Linked DNA regions of Mus musculus: all the other regions are linked to region 1. Evidence: chromatin contacts called from public HiChIP or PLAC-seq and promoter capture Hi-C data. All regions are on one chromosome and are shown on one strand. The core of a region is the stretch at or near the end of the contact, and the rest is flanking DNA. Distances in the headings are between cores, read along the strand shown.

The links. Promoter capture Hi-C pulls out the DNA fragments that hold promoters and counts their contacts. HiChIP or PLAC-seq counts read pairs in DNA pulled down with a chosen protein or histone mark.
Region 2: a contact with region 1 is called in a promoter capture Hi-C map of the C10 cell line, with 4 times the contacts expected there. The contact joins the enhancer-like site here to the promoter of Fance in region 1. A contact is called at or near these places in 1 of 39 promoter capture datasets (the C10 cell line), 2 of 484 Hi-C or Micro-C datasets (the G1E-ER4 cell line and palatal mesenchyme), 1 of 115 datasets of contacts at active chromatin or transcription factors (embryonic stem cells) and 2 of 9 other capture datasets (adipose tissue and liver).
Region 3: an H3K4me3 HiChIP or PLAC-seq map of embryonic stem cells shows a contact between it and region 1, with 2.1 times the contacts expected there. The contact joins the enhancer-like site here to the promoter of Fance in region 1. A contact is called at or near these places in 4 of 484 Hi-C or Micro-C datasets (CD4 T cells, embryonic stem cells and palatal mesenchyme), 3 of 115 datasets of contacts at active chromatin or transcription factors (embryonic stem cells and memory CD8 T cells) and 3 of 9 other capture datasets (adipose tissue, liver and pancreatic islet).

The regions. Positions count from the first base shown.
Region 1 is chr17:28,312,249-28,314,857 of GRCm38.p6, reverse strand. It overlaps Fance (Fanconi anemia, complementation group E), which reads right to left and starts at 1,328. Exons shown (of 10, transcript NM_001163819.1): 1 at 976-1,328. The coding sequence starts at 1,214.
Region 2 is chr17:27,924,430-27,927,038 of GRCm38.p6, reverse strand. The region is part of intron 1 of Anks1 (ankyrin repeat and SAM domain containing 1); the gene reads right to left. Among named protein-coding and RNA genes, the nearest start is that of Anks1, 16 kb to the right of the region's middle. Within about 2 kb of position 1,303, at least 33 of the 459 cell types and tissues checked have an H3K27ac peak or open chromatin away from gene starts, as enhancers often do.
Region 3 is chr17:27,999,756-28,002,364 of GRCm38.p6, reverse strand. All of the region lies in intron 11 of Anks1 (ankyrin repeat and SAM domain containing 1), which reads right to left. Gm35290 (a long non-coding RNA gene) reads left to right here. Exons shown (of 2, transcript XR_003952249.1): 2 at 1-1,300. Among named protein-coding and RNA genes, the nearest start is that of Gm35290, 6.2 kb to the left of the region's middle. Within about 2 kb of position 1,319, at least 73 of the 459 cell types and tissues checked have an H3K27ac peak or open chromatin away from gene starts, as enhancers often do. A contact at or near this core is called in embryonic stem cells, where this site is marked.

The DNA.
Region 1 (2,609 bases), core at 79-2,578:
AATATAGAGAAATATATATAGAAAATATAGGAGATATATATGTGTATATATACATATACATACATACATACATATATACATATATACATACACACACACACACACACACACACACATATATATATATATATATATATATATATATATATATATATATATCCTTTATTGTGATAGGGTTTCTCTGTGTAGCCCTCGCTATCCTGGAACTCGCTCTGTATACCATGCTGGCCTCAAACTCACAAGAGATCTGTCAGTCTCTAGTTTTCTTGGCCTGTGCAGTCTTGGTTTCCAACTTGAAGCAATCCTCCTGTCTCAGCTTCCTGACCGCTGAAACCAGACCCTACACTGTATGACCTGTATTTTTGTTTTTCGAGACAGGGTTTCTCTGTATAGCCCTGGCTGTCCTGGAACTCAGAAATCCGCCTCCCTCTGCCTCCCGAGCGCTGCGATTAAAGGCATGTGCCCCCACGCCCGGCATGACCTGTATTTTTAACACAGGTGTCCACTTGACAAGAACATCTGTATTAGAGATACATTATTTGTGTTTTGGCAGAGTCTATGTTGTCCTGGGTGGTCTTGAACTTAAAGATCCTCATGCCTCTGCCTACTGGGTAGTGCTATTACCAGCGTGCACCACCACACCCCGCCTTTTATTCTTCTTAGGACAGAGTCTCACTCTGTTGCCCTGGAACTCAAGAGACATATGCTCGCCTCTGCCTCCAAATGCTGGAGTTAAAGCCATGCACCAGCAGCTCAGCAACTGGAGATGGAAGCAAAGCAAACAAACTCAGTCTGCACTTAGAATTCTGCCTGACAAAATGCGTGTCTCAGCCCAGTGCTGGCACGCGCACTTGTAATCCTGTCACCGAGGACATGGCTGCCGGAGTTCCAGGCTAACTTAGGCTAGATGGAACCCTGCCTCAACTACACAAATAAGCAGGGGGGAGGCGGCGGGGGCCACGGGCGGGGACTCACAGCTCTAGGCGGCCGTCGGGGCCCCGCACCTCGGGCTCTAAGTGGCCCAGCGCCTCCAGGAAGCCATCCCAAGGGAAGTGCTCCGCGCGGCGGCCGAGGGCGCGCAGAACCCCTAGCCCGCGCCGCGCACCCTCAGGCCCTGCCTGTAGCGCCTGAAGCAGGAGGCGGGCAGGGGCCTCCAGGCTCGCCCAGGGCGCCGCTCCGGCCGAGGCTACGGAGTCCGACCCCGGCGTCGCCAGCGCAGAGCGGACGCGGGGCGGCGGCTAGGACACGCGGGATCGGAGCGCCACTCCAGCCGCGCAAAGCTCCCGAAGCCAAGGAAAGCCGGAGCACCCTGTAGAGCCTGAAGGGGCGGGATCTAGCGATCGGGGCGGGGCCGGAAGGGACGTGATCATCGGGAGGGGGCGGGACCATCAACTAACCAGACCTGTAAGAGAGCGTCCAGGAGAGGGGCGGAGCGGGGACGGAGCGAGGGCATCAGGAAGCAACTTAACTCCCTGCATAGTACGAGAAGCCCGCGAAGGGGCGGGGCCGGTTCCTGCGTCTGGAGCCAATCTGATCCGCGCTTGATGGAGCGGCTGTACTATACTGCTGCCTAATCTTAGTCCTTCTCCACGTCTTTTTAAAATGTTTCTTTTCAAAAATTATTTTATGCCGGGCGTGGTGGCGCACGCCTTTAATCCCAGCACTCGGGAGGCAGAGGCAGGCGGATTTCTGAGTTCGAGGCCAGCCTGGTCTACAGAGTGAGTTCCAGGACAGCCAGGGCTATACAGAGAAACCCTGTCTCGAGAAAAAAAAAAAAAGCAAAAATTATTTTATGCGTATGGGTGATTTGCTTGTATATATGTAAATGCACTATGTCTAGTGCCCGCGGAGGCCAGAAGAGGGCGTGGGATGTCCTGGGACTGGAGTTAGCGGCTGTAAATTTACATGTGGGGTCCTCTGCAAGAGCAGCTAATACTCTTAACCGCTGAGCCATCATCCCTCCAACTCTGTTTCCATTTTGCCTTTTCTGTGTGTGTGTGTGTGTGTGTGTGTGTGTGTGCCTGTGTGTATATATATGTATGTGGGCCAAATGTGTGCAGGAGACCTGGAAGGTCAGAAGAGAAAATCAAAATCTTTGAAACTTGAGTTATAGGCAGTTAAGACTGCACGCGCATGCTGAGAAACCCCAGTCTTTACGAATACAATTAGCACTCTTAACCACTAAGCCATCTCTCTAGTTCCTATCCTTTTACATTTCTATTTTTACTCATGTGTATGGGGCGTATGTGTATGTGTAGCTGGGAAATATCTCTATGTGTATATAGTATGTATGTGTTCTGAACCTTAGTCCTCTGTGAGACAGCAATATGGCCTCTTAACTGATAAGACATCTCCCCAGCCACAAATTATCAAATATTTTGACCGTGACAGTTACTTTCAGGAAGAAAAAAAAAAAAAAGGAGATAAATTGAGATGCCTTATAATAGGATGACCAGGCAAAATGAACCCAATAAGGTCCAGGTCAGGGAGTCTGTAGGGAGGTTGCTACAGGAAGAGAAGAAACAGGGCAACGGCCCTGGAGCTGCAGGGTGGCTGAAGAGGAGATCAGAGAGGCTACCAGGCTTGAGGTCACACAGAGGACATTGGCT
Region 2 (2,609 bases), core at 54-2,553, 390 kb after region 1:
TCCTGCCTCCTGCCCAGCAGCTACCCCTTAGCTCAGGCTTTGCTCACTCTCAGCTTTCTCAATGTGCCCTGCTCTGCTGCTGCCTGGGGCAGCTCTGGCCTTCCCTTCTCTGCCTGTACAGCTCCCTGGCCTTACGGTCCCAGGCCTTCCATGTTCCCAAGGGGAAGCTCACCCTCTGCTTCTGGAAACCCTCAGCATCCTTCCGCCCCACAACACTCATCAAGGGTTGTTGCTTATATGCTCTCTCCCCAGCAGATTGGCAAATACTGGATGGAGACTTCTTTTCTCTCTGGAACTCCTCTAGCCAGCAAGGTGATCTGGCACAGGCAAGGCACTCGTTACATGAAGAAACTGCCAATTGTCCTTTGGCTCCATGTCAGCATAATTCTCCCAACTTCTCCAGAAAGTAGGGCCAGTTTTGATCACTTAAACGCACTTAGAAATGTGGGTTGGTGCTAACAGCTGTTATCAGTCCCATGTGACTGAAGACAACCCTAAGCCAGCTTTAAGTTTGGCTGCTCAGGACATGGAATGGGGTGCAATGAAGGAGGAATAGGGGGATGAGCTCCAACCGTTACATGAGCCCAGGATGGGTGTTCTGCAAGGAATTACATGCGTCTGGAAATGTGTTAGCACATGCAGACATTCCTGTCTCCCGTCCCACTGTACTGCAGAAACCTAAGTGCATATGAGTTACAGACATGTTTCTAGAGATTCCCCAGTGCCAGAGGACAGGACAGTAGCTACCCCAGGGAGGGGCGCTCTGGCTGTGGTGCTGGAGTATACTCCTACACAGATGCACTGACGGGTAAGAACATACAAATCTATTCCTGCAAGACTCATGTACTCAATTGCATTCTCATTGCTTTTCCTTTTGCAGCACTGGGCATCAAACCTAGGATCTTGCACATTGGCCAAGTCCTCTACCACTGAGCTGCACCTGAGCCAGAGGGGTTGTGGGGCTGGAGAAGTGGCTCCGTGTAACACACTGGCTCTTCTTCCAGAGGACCCACATTTTCCACGATCTCACACCGTGGTTCACAACATCTGTAACTCTACCTCTGGGGGATCCAATGTCCTCCTCTGGCCTGTGTGGACATCAAGCCCACACTGCAGGCAGTGACTCGGCTGAGCCTGGTGTTTCTGTTACAAGTTTGTAGACGCATACCCAGGATGACAGTGTGTAGAACAACACACATGGCACGTGCCTCACAGTGTTGCAATAGCACTGCAAAGCTTCTCTACTTAATATAGTGACCAAGGCTTACTTCAAAAAGTTACAAGGTAATAAAGAGAAAAGGGAAGTTACTAGATGACTGCAGTGCATCTTTCCCAACAACAGGGGACCAAAGAGCTTGCCAGTCCTGCAGAGACTAAATGGGTCTCTGGTCGACTTTAATTCATCAGCTCTCCCTATGTCTCCACTCCCCGAGGCTGGCCAGCATTCAAGCCTGAACTGTCTTGTACTGGCCGGCCAGCAGCTTCCTCAACTCACCATGCAGGAGCATCATGGCGCTGGCCGGCCAACTCATCTGTCTGTCCCATTCCAGCCTCTCCATTTTAACCCTGACAACTCCCCTCCCTCCTCCATCTAATCTTCTCAGCTGTCTGGATGCTACAATAGCAGGGTTCAAACTCTACTTCAGGAGGGAACACTGCATGGTGGAGAAAGGGCTCCAGACTACCCTCGACTGACTGCCACCTCCTCCTCCACACTCCTCAGTACTGACCATTTACACTGACAACTCCATGGCTGGGCGCCCAGGAGGAAATATTGTTAATATTTCCTCTGTGTAAATATTAACAATCTTCAGCTGCCTGCTATGTTCTAGCCACCTTTAAGAGTTTACAAAGATTACGTCATTGAAGCATCACGCAACCTCTTAGGAGAGCTCTCCCTTTCCTTCCCTTCCTCCCTTTCCTCTCCCTTCCCTTTCTCCCTTCCCTTTCTTCTTTCCTCTCTTCTTTCCTTTCCTTGGTTACTTTAGAGAAAGGGTCTCATGCAGCCCAGGCCGGCCTTAAATTGGCAGTGTAACAAAAGATGACCATGAACTCCTGACCCTGCAGCCTCCGCCTCCCAAGCCCTTGAATTATAACGTGTGCCATCTGGCTAAGAAGTTCTATTATAGATGATGGAAATAAGACAAAAATGAAGAAAGTTGATTGCATCTTTAACTAGCAGGTGGTAAAGGCAAGATCCAAACTCAGTTTGTTTGATTCTGCATGGGTTCGAACCCTATTCCTGGTATCAACTTGTCTTAGGGTTTTATCGCTGAAATGAAACATCATGACCAAAAAACAACTTGGGGAGGGAAGGGCTTATTTCAGCTTGCACTTTCAGGTAATGTCCCATCACTGAGAAATCAGGACAGGAAGTCAAACACTGCAGGAACCTGGAGGCAGAAGCTGATGCAGAGGCCACAGAAGGGTGTTGCTTACTGGCTTGCTCAGCCTGCTTTCTTATAGAGCCCAAGATACCAGCCCAGGGATGGCACCTCCCACAGTGGGCTGGGACCTACCCCAATGATAACTAGTTGAGAAAGTGCCCTACAGCTGGATCTCAAGGAGGCATTTCCTCAACTGAGACTTCTTCCTCTCTGATGACTCCA
Region 3 (2,609 bases), core at 70-2,569, 310 kb after region 1:
CAGTGCTGAGCCTGCTAGAGTCTCAAGGAAGAGCTAAGACTGTCATTACTCCAGATTCATCTCACCCTTCTGCCCCCCCCCCGCCCCCGCCCCCGGGTTCCTTGCTAAGCTCTGCATCCAGCTTGCTTCCATGGCTTCCCAACAGGAAGCTCTGCTCTGTGCCCATGGCACCTTAGGATTCTTTACACAGATGCTGATGCTTCGAGAAGGCACAGGACTCTGAAGGTCCCGGCCAAAAGAGAGTGAGCAGGAGTTCAAACACAAGCCTCTGCCCTGGCCTGGACTTCTTACATCTTTCTTCTTTCCTGAAAGCTCTGATGTCACCACCAGAGTGACTGTCTCTTCTGTTCCGGAGGACATGACACAGTCTCCCAAGAAGGCAGCAAGCAACACAGCCGTCCTAAGGGCTCCCTTCTGTCACCAAGACAGAACCCAGGAACTGTTGTTCCTTGCGATCTGTCTCAGAGAAGCACGGCCCCATCAGGATTTACCAGTGGCCTCCCAATCACCTGACGCTTTCCTAGTCTTTGTCCTCTAGCTCCGTGTCACTGGACATAGTGGTAACTGGGCTCACATGCTTACTTTCCTGCGCTCCCCTGACCTGGACTTTCTAGCCACCTAGGATAAAGGGCGTGGCTGTTGCTTAGGGCAGCTTCACTCTGTGGTCCAGGCTGATGTGGAACTTGTGACCATCTTGTCCTAGCTCCCCATGCCTAGCCTTTAAGGCTGTTCTTTTTCAAATTTGCCACCTCTTCAGCATGATTGCACTGAAGAGGCATACCCAGCTTTTGGGGACTACCTTCCCAAGGCTTTCCCCTTCCCGTGTCAATGGCTAGAAAGTGAACGGACGGCCACCTGGGCTGTGACCAACAGGTCCTGAGAACACAGACTTCCACCCAGCCCTGTGCTCGTCTCTGCTGAGGTCATTCAGCTCCTGGGATCTTCAGCATCTCTCTTAGTCATCAGGACCACATTTCTGGGCATTGTGGGCATAATTCACACAGTGTTCTCCTAGAACGCAGGCTGGACACCTCAGCACACAGCCCTGCTCACCCATACCTGGCCGCACCCCTGTCACCTTACCCCTCAGACTTGTCCCACTCCTTCCTCCTCCCCTGACTTCCTCCTGCCCCTCTGGGAAGAATCCTGGCTGCAAGCTGTTCCTGCCTCTGGCTTGTTCCAAGCTAAGACTCCCAATTTCTACCCTTCAGAGCATGTGGCCCCCAGGCTGCCACCCCACTCCTCAAGTTTCAACAGTACCGCTCTGTCTCTGGAATAAAGACTGACATTTGAGAGCCAACCTCTAGGACAAGTTCTCTTTGTTCCAGGCTACTCTCCACCTCCTCCCTCCCTCCCTCCACCCACTGTTGTGTGCCACACCCCTGCCTGGAACCTTGGTCATCTCCCTCCCCAGCCTTGGCCTACCAAGTTGAAGTCTCTATTTCAGGGCTTGGCTCAGACACTCTCCTTATAGAGCTATCTCTGATCTCTTGTGTGAACATAATTTGTCTCACTTTTGAACATCAAACTGCTTTTATTTTTTAAAATCACTTTCATGTGAATTCAACATATTCTGCCCCCTTACACATTTCAACTATTTTTTGTATTTACCACCCATGTACATATCCATATAATTTGTCAAAACATTCTGTGGAAGGAAATACAGAGCCACTACTCACAAAGCTTATTTGATGAGAGGGAAAGTGAGCTGTCCTAAGCCTGCAGCAGCAGGAGGAGGGAGGCAGCCAGAGGCCTGGTTTTGTCAGAAGCCTGAGTCAGAAGCTGGGGAGAAGATGCTGCTCCATGAGACTCAACTGCCAAGCTGTCTGTTCACAGAGTCACAGAGGCGTGCAAGCGCCTGCCGTGAAAAGCCAGCCTGGGTCTTCAGGGAGAGACGGAAGGGCCTGAGGACTGGCATGACCTTCTCTTTCTGAAAGCTGAGTAAGGGGACTCCCTGCTCAGCCCTGGAGAGGGGTCACCAAGGTGACAGGAGCAGAGAGAGGACTGTAGACAGAGGACAGGCAAGAAGACCAAAGTCTTCTCACTCAAGTGCAGCACGGCTCTGGGGAACATCACCCCAACCGCACTATGTGCATTCCCATGCACGGCTGTCCTCATGCTCGCTCACCACTTCACAGGCCCACAGAGTGCCCAGGACAGCAGTGTGACTAGTAGACCTCCTGGCTACTTTCCTATGTGCTACCCAACCTGGAGTTTGCAGTCACTGAATGTCAGGCTGTCTCAGTTCCTGATCCCACTCGCACATGTGGCCGGCCTGTGTCCGTCACGTGACTTCCCGCTGCTCCTCTCCGGCTTCAGATACAGTGTAGCAGCTACAAGGAGGCTGGCTGCTCCTCTCCCCCTTCAGATACAGTGTAGCAGCTACAAGGAGGCTGGCTGCTCCTCTCCCCCTTCAGATACAGTGTAGCAGCTACAAGGAGGCTGGCTGTTCCTCTCCCCCTTCAGATACAGTGTAGCAGCTACAAGGAGGCTGGCTGCTCCTCTCCCCCTTCAGATACAGTGTAGCAGCTACAAGGAGGCTGGCGGCCACGGGCACAGCGAGGGAGCTTCGCAGGCGCTTTATCTCTACTCACCTGCTGCTCACCTCC